Regions from separate parts of the Mus musculus genome. Here region 2 is linked to region 1. Evidence: chromatin contacts called from public Micro-C data. All regions are on one chromosome and are shown on one strand. The core of a region is the stretch at or near the end of the contact, and the rest is flanking DNA. Distances in the headings are between cores, read along the strand shown. Region 1 has its middle 4.9 kb from the start of Gm31608. Region 2 overlaps Mrtfa (myocardin related transcription factor A).

The links. A called contact is a pair of places that touch in the nucleus more often than the background predicts.
Region 2: a contact with region 1 is called in a Micro-C map of muscle stem cells, with 2.8 times the contacts expected there. The contact joins two enhancer-like sites. A contact is called at or near these places in 2 of 15 datasets of contacts at CTCF or cohesin (the NIH/3T3 cell line and embryonic stem cells), 54 of 484 Hi-C or Micro-C datasets (8-cell embryo, B cells, CD4 T cells and 38 more), 6 of 115 datasets of contacts at active chromatin or transcription factors (the HPC-7 cell line, the NIH/3T3 cell line, embryonic fibroblasts and 3 more) and 3 of 9 other capture datasets (adipose tissue, liver and pancreatic islet).

The regions. Positions count from the first base shown.
Region 1 is chr15:81,208,481-81,216,072 of GRCm38.p6, forward strand. No RefSeq gene overlaps it. Among named protein-coding and RNA genes, the nearest start is that of Gm31608, 4.9 kb to the right of the region's middle. Within about 2 kb of position 4,746, at least 22 of the 459 cell types and tissues checked have an H3K27ac peak or open chromatin away from gene starts, as enhancers often do. A contact at or near this core is called in granulosa cells and muscle stem cells, where this site is marked.
Region 2 is chr15:81,066,091-81,073,682 of GRCm38.p6, forward strand. The region is part of intron 2 of Mrtfa (myocardin related transcription factor A); the gene reads right to left. Among named protein-coding and RNA genes, the nearest start is that of Sgsm3, 92 kb to the left of the region's middle. Within about 2 kb of position 4,566, at least 55 of the 459 cell types and tissues checked have an H3K27ac peak or open chromatin away from gene starts, as enhancers often do. A contact at or near this core is called in granulosa cells and muscle stem cells, where this site is marked.

The DNA of each region.
Region 1 (7,592 bases), core at 3,496-5,995:
AACCCAAGTTAGTGTCAGACTTTCCACAATCCTCCTGCCTTAGCTGCTTCTTCTTCTTCTTCTTCTTCTTCTTCTTCTTCTTCTTCTTCTTCTTCTTCTTCTTCTTCTTCTTCTTCTTCTTCTTCTTCTCTTCCTCCTCTTCCTCCTCCTCCTCCTCCTCCTCCTCCTTCTTCTTCTTCTTTTTCTTCTTTTTTTTTCCACATGGAAAATGTTAGCATTTCATTAAACTCTGGGAGTGGCTTTAAGCCACCAGAACACAGACACTTCCAACACCCTTAATCCTCTCTTCAGCTCTTCTACTGAAGAATTTGGCCCTCCCGATGACAGGTTGCTTAGGGAACTTTCCCTTGTTAGAACTTGGTAGTAGCCGATCGCACAACATCAATGATGGGAGCAGCTCCAGTCTTGTTCTTTGCCGCATTGACCAGTGTCTGCTCACTGACCAAGGCCCACAATTTATCCAGGTTGACAGTTGGGCAGAAGCTCTGGTTTCTCTTCAAGTGGGAATGCCTTATACCAACTTTCCCAAAGCATCCTGGGTGATAATTGTCATTGATCCTGTGGTGCTGCATGCTCCAGCATTCCCGCGGCCTCCTGGGTGCTTGCGGTGCTTCCCATGCAGCCGTAGCCTTGGCTCAGGTGGCCCCAGAGTCTCCCGTCTTCCTCAGTCTGGACGGCATGGAGGTGGCAGAAAGGAAAGAGCCTGCTTCTTAAATGCTACTGTTGCAGGCATATACTGATATATCTCGTTTTTTATCTTTTGTTGGTTTTTTTTCTCTTTTCTTGTTTCTTTTTTTCTTTTCTTTTCCTTTTCCTTTCCTTCCCCCCTCCCCCCTTTTTTTTTTAAAGATAGGATTTCTCTGTGTAGCCCTGGCTGTCCTGGAACTCTCTCTGTAGACCAAGCTGGCCTCAAACTCAGAAATTTGCCTGCCTCTGCCTCCTGAGATCAAAGGAGTGTATATGTCGCCACTGCCAGACTGTTTGTTGTTTGCTTTTGTTTGTTTTAAGATGTCTTTACTTATGTATACAGGTTTCTTGCTGCACGCATGCTTGCAGGCCAGAAGAGGGCACCGGATCTCATTACAGATGGTTGTGAGCCACCATGTGGTTGCTGGGAACTGAACTCAGGACCTCTGGAAGTGCAGCCAGTGCTCTTAACCGCTGAACCATCTCTCCAGCCCCGGTTCTGGCGTTTTGAGATAGGGTGTCACCAAGGATCTCTGGCTTGCCTGGACTTTGATGTGTAGACCCACCTGGCTTCTGGCTTATGACAATCCTTTTTCAGTCTCCCAGGTCCTAGGAATACAAGCATGCGCCACCATATCTGGCTTGTGAGATTTCCTACTGAAGTATATTAGAGTTCAACAGTATACATATGCTATGTAAGAATCACTTTAAGTGAGAAGAAGGCCATTATTTTAAACTTCATTTGGAGAGACTTTCTTACTATTGTTCCCTGAGTTTATGAGTGCCATTAAATAGTGCATTAAATAGAAGGCACAGAGAGATTACAAACATAAAGACCAGGGAAAATACAGAGAAAGAAGAAGATGAAATCCAGGGGTCCAGCAAGGTGAAGGACAGCTGGGATGCTGGGATTCTGGGATGCTGTGTGTTGGCCTGTGGCACTCTAGACAATATCCTTAGTGCTCTTCCTGGCTCTTAGCACCAGTTTGCAGAGCAGAACACCTTTCATGTCTCTGATCCTCAGGATGATGGTTCCTGGCACAGACAAGCCTCCTGCTGGCATTCAAGCTTCTCTAGTCTACTCCTTCCTGTTTTGGAACCCGCCTCCTCCTTGTCCCCCGCCCCCTCCCCACCCCCCAGATTTATCTTTTGAAATTTCCATACATGGAACAATGTATCTTGATCATCTCCATTCCCTGGTCTCCACTCCCTTGCCTTTCCCTTTCTCTTCCCTTTTCCCACAGGGTCCCTCGGTGATGGTAAAGTAGGTCAGACCCAGCCTCACCAGCGCTCAATCTGTGGACAACGGGAACACACCAAGCCCGTAAGTGAGTAAGCTGAGCACATGTGCTGTTTTTCACTCGTTCAGAAAACCATTTTTTATTTTAATAAGAGTAAAAACCACATGAAACAAATGTCACACATAATGAGTTCTCAAGAAGCAAATCCCCTTGTAATTACCTTGAAAGTTTCCAGGTCAAGAGATGGAACTCAGCCAATCTCCCAGCAGCCTTCCTGCCTCCCCAGAGGAAGCTCTTACCCGTGGTTTGGTTTGCTTGCTTTCAGTTCTGCTATTTTGGAGACAGGATCTCAGGTAGCCCAGGCCGGGCTCGGACTCCCTATATGGCAAGAGACGGTGTCTTAGCTATGTTCCTGTTGCTGTGTTCTGTGTTGTGTGTTCCTGACAAAGGCAATGTAAGGGAGAAAGGCTTTATTCTGACTTACAAGCTCGAGGCATTACAATGTAGACGAGAAGGAAACCGGCTTCCTGCCACTTAGCTACCTTGCTATATTTTATAGAGTGGAGGATCCCCAGCCTAGAGGACCATCCCACCTACAATTAACATGCATCATCCCACATTATTAGCATAATCAAGATAAGTCCCCACAGGTAGGCTTAGAGTCCTTTCTCCCAGGTAATGTGGATAATGCTAACCTTAATGTGTGGCCTTGAACCCTGAGTGTGTCTGTGTGTGTCTGCCTGTGCTTATGAGCACATGTGGTGTGTATTTGTGGTGTGTTATGTAGTGTCTGAGTGGTGTATGTGTATATGTATGGTTTAGTGTGTGTGTGTGTGTGGTATGTGTATGTATGTGGTGTTTGTGTGTGGTATGTACGTATGTATGTGGTGTATATGTGTGGTGTGTGTGTGGTATAGGGTATATGGTATGTGTATTTGTGGTGTATGTAGTGTGTTTATATGTGAGCACATGTGTTTGTTATGTATTTGGTGTGTGTGTATGTGTGTGGTGTGTGTATGAGGGGTGTGCATGTGTTTGTAATATGTGTTGTATAGGCAGTGTTAATGTGTTATGTATGTGGTATATGTGTGTGGTGTGTGTATGAGCTATGTGTATGTGCTATGTAGGTATGTGGTATGTACATATGGTATGTGTATTGATGTATGTAGTGTGTATTTGGGTGTGAGGTAGTTATGTATATATGTGGTATATATATAGTGTGTGCACATGTGTACGGTGAGTGGTATATGTCCCTATGTATGTGTCCATGCCTGTGGAGGCCTGCAGTTGATACTGGGTGTCTTCCTCAACCCCTCTCTGCTTTATTCTCTTGCTGTGATTCTCATTAGCCATTTTGCCTCAGAAATTCCCATCCACCCCTCCCGTGTGCTGAGGGAGAGCTGCACAGCTGCCCTGCTTTATGGGGGTGCTGGGGACCTGGATGTCGGTCCTCATGGTTGCTCCTCAAACATTGCATCATTGAGCCGTCTCCCTACCTCGCTTGAACTCTTTTTTTTTTTTTTGGTTTTTCGAGACAGGGTTTCTCTCTATAGCTCTGGCTGTCCTGGAACTCACTTTGTAGACCAGGCTGGCCTCGAACTCAGAAATCTGCCTGCCTCTGCCTCCCTAATGCTGGGATTAAAGGCCTGCCCAGCTCACTTGAACTCTTGGCCCTCCGCCTTCACCTCTGCAGTGCTGAGGTACACGCCGCCATGCTTGGCCCCAACCTTCCTTCTAGCAAACTCACTTCCTTGAATGTCTTTATCACTGAAATCTGGGATATAGACAGTGTGGTCCCACACTCTTTTCTTTCACACCCCTCGACTTGAGCCTGCCGAGCGTCTACCACTGAACCACTCTGACAGCCTTTTCTTTTTCCTTCATTGTGACACAGGATCCACCTGCCTGAGCTCTGGGCAGATGAGATTATAGGCCTGTACCATTACATCCAGCCAGACCCTTAACATTCTGTTTAAAGTCATCTGTCTCCCTAGGGTGGAGATATGACCAATCCAAGGCCAATCAGAGTGTTCCCTGGGACTTTGCCAGGGTCCGTTGGAAAAGATGCTTTCTTCCCCCACTTACTCTATAGGTATTTATTTTATTTTTTGAGAAAGAGTTTCACTGTGTAGCCCTGTGTGGAATGGAACAACCTAAAGACATATAAAGATAAACCCATGTAGGTTCTGAGCTGCCCATAGCCAACTTGCTTGGATTAAAGAAGCCCAAAAAGGACAAACAGCCCCATCATAAAGGCAGAGAGAACAAGGGCCAGGATCTCCCTGATGTGATTCAAGTCTCTGTGTACAACCAAGTCTGAAGCCCTAGACATACAAGCCCAGGGATCCAAGGATCCTAGCACTTGGTGGGCGTCTGCTGTGTTCTGAGTTGTCCAATCACAAAGGCACACCTGACTGGACCAGCATTCTGAGTGATTGTTGATGTGGCTGTTTTGTCTACACTCACACTGTTTTGCCTTCATACACTCATTCTGGGGTGAGATTTTTCTTGCCTGATTGGTCAGTGGTACCCAAGGTCCCTTTGTACCTGAGTCTTAGGGAACCAGAACTCAGAAAATTGAAAACGCGGTACTGATGAAGTAGAGCTGAGGGATGGTGGTAAAGCAACGGTGCCAGGTCCCCGAAGCTGAGCCGGAGCAGCCCAGTGAAGGCGAGAAGAAAACAATCAGAAGGGTTCACAGAGAGGAGGGCTGGCGGCTTGTGGTAAAGACGGCTGCGGTTTCAAAGCCTGGCTCTACAGGGCAAGCCAGGTGACCTTAGGCAATTTACTCCGAGTCCTTGAGTTTCAGTCTTGTCTGGCACACGCGCCGATTGTAACTCAACACCCCGCCCTGCTGGCTCTGTGCTCAGCTTTCTCTGGTGCACAGTGAGAAAACGAAGATTCCTTCCCAGGTTTCTCCAGGATTTGCACTGTCTATGGCTGTGATTCTCAATTTGTGGGTTGAGACCCCTTGGGGTGTGTGTGTGTGTGTGTGTGTGTCACATATCAGATATCCTGCATATAGGGTGTTTACATTACAACTCATAACACTAGTAAAATTACAGTTATGAAGTAGGAATGAAGTAATTTTATGATTGGGATCACCACACCCTGAGGAATTGTATTAAAGAGTCGCAGCCTTAGGAAGGCTGAGAATCTTTGGTCTATTGGTCCCTCGTCCCTGTTCTCCTGGTGCCCATGCACACTGCTGTGGTGGGTATGATGCCTAGATTCCCGGCTCAGCCTGGATCCTCTTAGCTTCTTTGTTCTCCCCACAGAGATCTGATTCTCTGTGCCACAATGTTTGCAGTGAATCACAACTGAAGCTGAGGCTGGGCATGGAGCTGGGTTGGTGGGATGTCTGCTTAGCACGCCCTGGGCTTTGAATGGAAATGAAGACATGACCACTCCTAGGTATGGTGGCAGAGAGAAATTTTTAAGTAGATATGAGGGAGAAAGCAGCCAGAGGCCATCTGAAAGAATCCAGACTGAACCCAGCCATGGGGCATGAGGAGGAAGTAAGAAAGGAAGAGAAGGCACAGGAGGAAAATAGACTAAGAGAGGAGCTGCAGACAACGAGAGAGAGAGAGAGAGAGAGAGAGAGAGAGAGAGAGAGAGAGAGAGAGAGAGAGAGAAAGCAGGATATACCAGGAACCAAGAGAGTGCACAGCCAAAATGGGCTGACTTATACAGGAAGCTGGGGGAAGGGAAGTAGAAGGCCAGCCCTTGGGTGGGAGAGACTTAGGGTAGAGGACGGGACAGGGTGAGGAGTGTGTGGTGGTCACAGGTACTGAGTGAGAACTTGTCTCAGATTTCTTTGATACCTAACAAGCACCACAAAAAATACCAGATATGGTGGCACATGCCTGTCACCCCAGCACTTGGAAGGTAGAGGAAGGAAGATGAAGAGTTGAAATTCATCCTGACCACAGAGCCAGTTTGAAGCCAGTGAGGACTGCATGAAAGCTTGTCTAAAAAGAAGCAAACAAAATTACACTCTGAGTTCCAGAGTGAAAAGACCACTCCTGTTGTTACGTTGTTACTGAATGAATTACTGACTAATCTCTACTGAAATTCTGCCTTTATGCAAATTACTTGTAGCAGAATTTTCCCCAACTAATTTAAATATTAATACAGCAAGAAACCTGTGATGGGACAGGGAAAAGGGAGGCGGAGCTAGGAGTTTCAGAGACAGACAGGGACAAGTTGAGGAGAAGGAAGATGGAGGAAGAGGAAGACGATCCAGATTCCGCGTGGCTTTAAATAGACACAGGGAGCTGTGAATATCATAAAAGGATAGAATAATTGGGATAACTTGTCTAATCTAGGTGGGCAGCTTGTATCATTATCAATTGGCTCTGAAATTATTATGTGGGCATCTTGTAAATTGAGAATTTATTGATATATAAATCTGACTGATTAATTATAAGCTTCTAGAGTTTTGATTTACTGGGTTAAGAGGATTTGCGACAACTAGCCGCAGGGGATAGATGGCTGAGAAAGTAGCATTGAGGCTGGGGGGGGGGGGGACCAGAGCTGGGAAGACCGCAGCGCAGCATGGGGGCTAGCCTAGAGACTAAGAGTAGCTGAGACTAGCTAGAAGTAAGTGCATAGTGGTAATCCTAGCACTCGGGTGGCATAGACAGTGAGTTCTGAGTTCAAGGCCAGCCTGGTCTACATAGTGAGTTCCAGGACAGCCAGGGATACATAGTAAAATCCTGTCTTAAAAAACAAAGCAAAACAAAAAACCAGCAAAAACAAAAACAAAAACAAAAACAACTAAATCCCAAACAGCAACAACAACAAAACTCCACTTACAAACAAAAGCCTCAAAACCCCCAATTTGATCCAAGGAACCGACGTAATAAAGCTTGGTGGGGTGACATACATCTGTATTCTACTACTTTAGTGAAGAGAGAGGATGTAGAGACCATAGTCATTTGGAAGCAGGAGGGCCAGTTCGCCTGCAGTGTATGTGGAAAGAGTGAAGCGACTCCCAAGAGTTGTCTCTGACTGCCAAAGCAAGGCACAACCAAGAGGCTTACTATGTCAGGAGGTGTGAAGGCTGACGGAGGCAGATCCCACTGCAACGGAAAGCTTCCAGAGCATTGAAAGTGTGGTGGCGCACGCCTTTAATCCCAGCACTTGGGAGGCAGAGGCAGGTGGATTTCTGAGTTTGAGGCCAGCCTGGTCTACAGAGTGAGTTCCAGGACAGCCAGGAAAAACCCTGTCTCGAAAAACCAAAAAAAAGAAAAAAGAAAAAAAGAAAGTGCTGATAGACTCCCTCCCCCATCTCCACTCCCCCCAACCCCCCATCCCCCCACCCCCCATCCCCCCACCCCCCCACCCCCGGCAGGTGGTAGGAGAAGCATAATATAGTTCAAGGTGACTGATGGGGGGGGCGGGGGGGGGGAAATAAATAAGGAGAGGAGGAAAGGACATGGCTGCTCCTAGGTGTGGTATATGGCAGCACATAGCCAGGGTCAGAGACATCTGGGAGTGTCCAGAGTAGACATGGCCAGACTGAGCTGTGTGCCCTGTGGGAAGTGGGAGAAGGGAAGGGGGAGGGAAAGATAGGGAGCAAGATGCAGCAGCCAGGAGGTCAAAGGCACAAAGTGGGCAGGTAACCAAACCTTCAGGAAAGAATCTCTTAAGGACTGGGCT
Region 2 (7,592 bases), core at 3,316-5,815, 140 kb before region 1:
ACAGACCTAAGGGCAGAACCTGACGCCTGTAGAGCATCTCCAAGCTGAGACACAAGACTGATGATTCCTCCTCAATCCAAGTTTGATAACAGTTTGATGACCAATGTCGTACCAATGACCCAGAAGGCCTGTGAAAAGATTTTTCTCAAATTAGAAACTTTCTGCAGAGCACAAATGTATCTACTTCACTCCAAAAGAATATCTGTCATCAGTTTCAGAATAGCAAAGAAGGTTGCTGTAGGTAAGGGAGCAGACAATGAGGCTGCCACCCATTGCTCCCTATCTATTTATAGTCGGAGTGACTGACAAGTACTTGACCTGCAAACAGAGGCAGAGTCACAGCTTTTTTCATTACTTCTTCTACAACCTGGGTTCACCTGTTGTTAAGCTGGAGGGGGCATGAGAAACAGCCTCATCACTGCCCCATCTGGTTTTTAGATGCATGCTACAGTACTGTGTCCACTTATCCATTTGTTGAATGTTCAACAAATTCTGGAGAATAAGCCATCCAAAGTCAAAGCTTGAGTGGCAGCAGATTAACAGGTAGGGATAAACGACAGCAGTATGTTTGAGTTAGGGGAGAAGCATGCAAACACCAAAGCTAAATATGCTAACCTTCCCGCAAACTGTGGTAAGGGGTCAGACACATAGCTGAGCAGCTGTCTTTCTCAGGCTTCAGGACGATCCATGAGAATGGCAGGATCCTGCAGGCAGGCTGACAAATCTTGGTCTTCTCTAGTGGGCTGGAGATACAAGACTCCAGAGGCCAATATTGCAAGCAGCCAGTCTCCATGCCTGCCCTCCTTAGGGCAGCCATTCGTTATCTGCTGAGGCTTTAAGTAGCATTGCACTTTAAAGTGGGCACTTCATTTTTTGCAGTGCAAAGAGTTGCAAGAGCAGTGAGATCCCAGGTTTCCTTAGGAGTGGAGCACTAAAGCACTGACAGCAGAAGGGCAGAATCAGTAAGTCCCTGGCAAAACATTTCTTCCTGTCAGCACTGGGACTCGACACCGATACCTCCCTCCATGATCCAAATGCCAAAAAGCAGAGCTGGGATGATTTCAGTGTGTAGAGCTGGAAGACTCAAGGGCTCCCTCAGAGAAAACGTTCGTAGCAACCACCCAACCTCATTCACCCAAAATAGTAAACAGTTGGTTTCTCTGCTCAGAACCAAAAGGCTCCTGCCAGGCAATACCACGTGACCTGGTTCCCTCTTCTTGCCTCTGCCTCCTTCTGTGCAAAGCCTGTACTGAGGATGAACAGGAGCTAAAACACAGCACTATTGTGTTTTACTTGACGACTGTGTTTAAAATGTTTGTAGATGAGAAAGAACCAAATGTGGAGATAGGAATTCAGGAAGAACTGGCTTTTAAAAAAAGCCATATCCCGGGCTGGTGAGATGGCTCAGTGGGTAAGAGCACCCGACTGCTCTTCTGAAGGTCTGAAGTTCAAGTCCCAGCAACCACATGGTGGCTCACAACCATCTGTAACAAGATCTGACTCCCTCTTCTGGAGTGTCTGAAGACATCTACAGTGTACTTACATATAATAAATAAATAAATCTTTAAAAAATCTTAAATCTTAAAAAAAAAAAAAGCCGTATCCCAGCAATGAGATAAGATGGGAACCATAAACACAACAATTACTAACATGGCAAATGTGCTCAATGATGAATGAAGGGACATTTATTAGCAAACTGTGCGCACTGTGTAAAAGAAGATATATTTTATTACAAATTTGATCTTTCATTTCAAATGAAAACAAAGGCTGGCCTTCCCTTTTAAGAAAGCACTCTGCAGCTGGCCTAAGACTCCATCCATCCTTAGCCCTCACAGGTGTACACACCATGACTGTGATGGTTTGAACAAGAATGGTCCTGTTACACTCATATATCTACTGCTTAGTCAGCAGGGAGTGGCGCTATTTGAAAGGCTTATAAGGATTAAGAGCTATGGCCATGTTCAAGGAAGTGTGTCACTTTGAGGTTTCAAAAGCCTATGCTAGGACCAGGCTGTCTCTCTTCCTGTGGATCAGGATGCAGCGCTCTGCTACTTCTTCAGCATTATGCCTGCCTACCTGCCACCATGTTCCCTACAATGATGATAACAGACTAAAAGCCCCTGAAACTGTAAACAAGCCCCCAATTAAATGTTTTCTTTTATAAGGGTTGCCTTGGTAATGGTGTCTCCTCACAGAAATAGAGCAGTAACGAAGACAGAAGTTGGTACCAGAGAGTGAGGTATTGCTATGCCAGGCCTGCCCATGTTGCTTGATGAAGAATATGGAAGACTTTGGGGCTTTGGACTAGAAAAGCATTGGACACTTTAAGGGCGACTTAATGAGCCATCCTATCACAGTCTTTGAAAACAGTATTGAGAGTGATTTGAACTGTGGGGGCCCAGCTCAATTTCAGAAGGGAAGAATATAGTGGCCTAGCAGCTGTTCTTGTAATATTTTGGCAAAGAATGTGGCCCTTCTCCACAGAAAATCTGCCTGAGGCTAAATTGAAGAGTTTTGGATTAATGGCCCTGGCAGAGGAGATTTCAAGACAGCCTAGTACTTACTGTCATGTGGTTCTTAGTAATCACTCTTATGAAGATCTAGTGAAGAGGAGCAAGCAGGCAAGAAAAGCAAGCTTCCTTCCTCCACGCCTTTTATACAGACTACCAGGAGAAGGTGTGAAACCCAGATTAAAGGTGGATCTTCCCTCCTCCACAGATCTGGTTTAAGAATGTATCTTCCCACCTCAAAGATCCAGAAAAGTAGGTCTTCCTACTTCAAATGATTCAAGTAAGGAAAAAAAAAATTCTCTCACGTGTGCCAGCCATTTGGGTTTTAGTTAATTTCAGATGTAGTCAAGCTGACAACTAAGAATAGTCATCACAATGACTGACTAGAATACAGGACCTTAAGCACTGGCTACATCTGAGACCAGCGATTCAGACAGTAACGGCAGCCTGAGACTTCTGAGGCCTATCTGAGACTGTTACCCTCACCTTACCTTGCCGTTTGACTTTACTCACTCAGAATGTACAGTCTCATCAGGCATCCTGTGGGGGGAGGGGGTGATCAGAAGAGCTATACCATCAGGCTGAGTTGAAGTATTTATCCAGCTGACTACAGAAACAGCTGCCACCATGGCACTCACTGGCATTTCTACCCATAGCAGTGGTTCTCTACTTGTGGGCTGCAACCCCTTTGGGGGTTGAATGACCCTTTCACAGGCATTGTGGATCAAATATCCTGTGCATCAGATATCTACATTACTATTCATAACAGTAGCAAACTTAAGAGTTATGAAGAAGCAACAAAAATAATTTCATGGCTGGGATCACCAGAGCATGAAAAACTGTATTAAAGGGTTGCAACATTAGGAAGGCCGAGAACCACCAACCAATAGAGATAGTAACAGGTCAGATACCAAGGCTGGCAGTGCAGACATGCCAGCATATCCTTCCCACACTAGGTTTCCTGGCGTGCGGAAGCTGAGCAAGGCAAGGCACGCAACGCAGAGGAATACAAACCTCTATGCTGGGTAATGTGTTCCAGGGGAAGGAGAACAGGTAAAGCTCAGGAACCTAGTGCATCACTGTCCTCGCCACGGCTCCTCCTCAGAGCCAGCTGGGAAGTGGGCTATCAAAGCCTCTCTTCATCCACCCCCACTTAATGAAAAGTGATAAGTATTAGTGAATCAGAAAGGGAAGAACGAAGGCAATCCTCTCATCAGAAACTCCTAGTTCAGCCACACCCTTTCCAACAAGAGCACCTATGAGGTTACTTAGCCATCAGAATAAAAAACGCCAAAAGATTCCAGTGCAGAGGATAGGGAACAACCAGGGTTCTTGAACACAAATGTTCCTCTAGAAATAGTTTACAAGTTTCTTATGAACTTAAACTTCCTATTATCCAAGCCAGAAATCCCATCCCTGAGTGACCTGGGGCTTCTAATATTGGGATGAAACACCATGACCAAAAAGCAAGCTGAGGAGGAAGGGTTCATTTGGCTTACACTTCCACATTGTAGTCCATCCCTGAAGAAAGTCAGGACAGGGACTCAAACAGGGAAAAAACTTGGAGGAAGGAGCTGATGCAGAGGCCATGGAGGGGTGCTACTTACTGGCTTGTTCAGTCTGTCTTCTTATAGAACCCAGGACCACCAGCTCAGGGATGGTACCACCCACAATGGGCTGGGTCCTTCCCCATCGATCACTAACAAAGAAAATGCCCTACAGCCAGATCTTATGGAGGCCTTTTCTCAAATGCAGTTCCTTTCTCTCTCATGATTCTGCCTTGTGTCAAGTTGACATAAAACTAGCACCTACTCAGGAAAGATAAAAAATGTCTGTCCACATAAGGGCCATACCCGAACACACATGTCAGTAATTACCTCAAACTAGAAACAAGTTAAATGTTTTTTATTTGTGAGTGGTATAAAATGTACCAATTCATAGAAATAATAAATATTCAGCAATCAATCAAACAAACAAACTGCAAGCCACTGCAGGGCTGGATCATCCTTTGCAGAACCCACTGAACTACATTCCTGAAAGGGAAGCTCACCACCACACAGAAGCTGACTTCTTTTCTTGTCTCTTCAAGAAGGAGACTACAGTGTTACTCATCAGGACTGAGGAGTGAGGAATGCAGGCTCTGTAAGAATTTGTCTTTTCCTTCCCTTTCTCCTAACCTGGCAACGGTCTAGAAGCAGACTCTTCACTGTTTTACAGATTTGTTGTGATTTTCTTTCCTTTTTTTAAAAGCTCATAAAAAAACAACAAAACAAACAACAACAAAAAACCCAGAATGTTTAGTTAAAACATATGCCCATTACTTGTATACAAAAACATTTCTTAGATTAAAAAAAAAAAAAAAAAAAAAAAAGCTCTAGAGCTGATGCCTTGAGTTAAGTGCTGTGCCTACCACCTGCTAACTCTGAGACCTTGAGATACTCCTCCTTTTGTGTCACTGTTTCCTCACTTATAAAGTAGGGATGAGATAATCCATTTCGGGTCGCTGTAATCAACAACTGAGCACATGTGGAACACTGAAGACAGTGCCCACTCTATAGTCATTTGGTAAGTGTGAGCTGGTGTCGTCACCGTGTATGTGACATAGATAGAAACGTGCCCATACACAGCACAGAGGAGGGCAGGCTCCATTTGGGGCAGAAATAGAAAAATTTTATTTTTCATCTTCTTCCCTTTGGTACGTATCTTCAGAAAGCACTGACTTTTTAAACACATATTTTTGGGGTGACGTGCCCCAAAACAAACAGGAGAAAAGGATGCTGGACAGGAAGCAGGACTCTTGTTTTCAGGTTTAGGTGTACTGTTTACCACTCAGCTACGTCCCTCAAGGCATCACTTCCATCTCCACTGAGGGCGTCCCATCTCTAAAATGGAGTGCTCCCCAGACTTACAATAGCATGGGACAAACCACACTACTTACTTTTTTAATAACTATTATTTATTTAATGTATATGAGTACACTAGAGCTCACACCAGAAGAGGGCATCAGATCTCATTACAGATGGTTATGAGCCACCATGTGGTTGTGGGATTTGAACGCAGGACCTCTGGAGGAACAGTCAGTGCTCTTAACCACTAAGCCATCTCTCCAGCCCCTGAACCACACACCAAGGTGCATGTGTGGTGGCTGGAGGACAGCTTTGTGAGTTTGTTTTCTCCTTACACCTTCACATGGGCTCTGGGGCTTAAATTCAGGTCCTCGGGTTTGCACGTCAAGTGTTCTCACCCACTAAGTCATCTTGCTGTCCCTTGCTCTCCTTTTGATATTTGCTGTCTGACTACCAAGTATCAAGCATGTGAACACAGACAGAAAAACACACCAGCCCACTCTGAGCGCATCTGACAGTTCTGACTAGGCTTACCAACCCAGTGGACGTGTACCCACCAGGACATTCCCTCAATCTGACAGCACTCTGCTAGGAACTGAGAAATAGATGCCTGCATGGCTGGGAGGACTCAGCGCAGGCCTCTACCAAGAGGACACCTCTGAGATGAATCCAGAGTGGCAGGAAGCTGGGCATGGTGGCACACACCTTTAGTCCCAAAATTTGAGAGTGAGAGGCAGTCAGATCTCTGAGTTCAAGGCCAGCTTGGTCTACAGAGAGTGAGTTTCAGGCCACTTGGGGCTATAGAGTGAGACCTCCTATCAAAAAACAAAAACATAACATCCTCAAAATATAGATTTTTCTGGCGGGAAGGAGGGATGGAGAGGGGAGGTGGAGGGAGTCTGCTTACAAGGTTAGATGAGCACCAACCACAGGGGAGAAATGCACAAAGTTAAGAGAGTGACAACAACTTCGTGAGAAATGGAGAACAAAGGAGGAGAAACAGAAAAACCATTTTTATTTTCAGCAGCGTGGATGTGAAAGGGGATGAGGAGGGGACAGAATTGGGTCAGGAAGTGAGAAGACAGCACTTCAGACCACTGGGGATCTCCAGAAGCAACAGACAAGACACCTTTTATTCTTATCTGCAAGGCTGGGAGAGGACTGGTGCTGTGGCTCCGCTGGCTTGTCTAACAGCATGAGGTCCTGAGTCCCCTGCCCAGCAGTGCACACACGGGCATGGTGGCATATGCCTATGATCCAGGCACTTGGGAGGCTGAGGTACGATCAGATCAGTTCAGGTTGGACCATGTGCAAACCTAACTCAAATAAAGGTATATATGAGACAGTAAACCCGACAATGACTACCTTAAGCTATGTATTACTGAGTTATACATTCAGCATTTAGTTGTAAATTTCAAGAATTATATTTATGTGTTTAAATGTTTTGCCTGGAGTTATGTATGTACATGTGTGCAGTGTCAACAGAAGCCATAAGAGGGCGCAAGATCCCCTGGAACTGGACATGGGGACTTTTATAGCTGCCATGCAGGTCCTAGGAGTCTAAACCCAGGTCTTCTACAACAGCACCCAGACCTCATAATCACTGAGCCATCTCTCTAGTCCCTAGATATAAAAGTTTACAAACAAAAATGCCAGTTAATTTTTACTCTCCACAGCTAACTGCACATACATGTTTATTCAATAAATACCAGAGGAAGGCAGATCTCTTGAGTTCCAGCCTGGTCTATAGAGTAAGTTCTAGGACTCACAGGGTAACACAGAGAAACCCTGTCTCAAAATAATCAACCAAACAACCAAACAAATATCCTGAGTTACACATATGGTGGGTGGGGAGGGAAAGAAGACAAATGACCAGCAGAGCATTGAGTCTCAGCAGAGCACTGAGACCCACACACTGTTCTTGGGCTGTCTGAGATCTACCCAGATCAGATCTTGCTCAGAAGCTGAGCAAGGCTGTGATCAAGGCTGAGACTTTCACCTGGTGCCTCCACTCAGTTCTGACTCCAGCTAAACCACTTTTGCACCTGGAAACTGGAACATCACCACATTTATATAGGTTTAGGGTAAAATTAATGAGGCGATCGGTCAATAATCTGTATTAACAGTACTAAAAATATTCAATTAACTGTTCCTTTTGTTTAATTTTTGACATTTTACAATTACGACAGCTCATGGTCTCCTACAGCACAGACAAAAATGTTCATAGGGTGGAAAA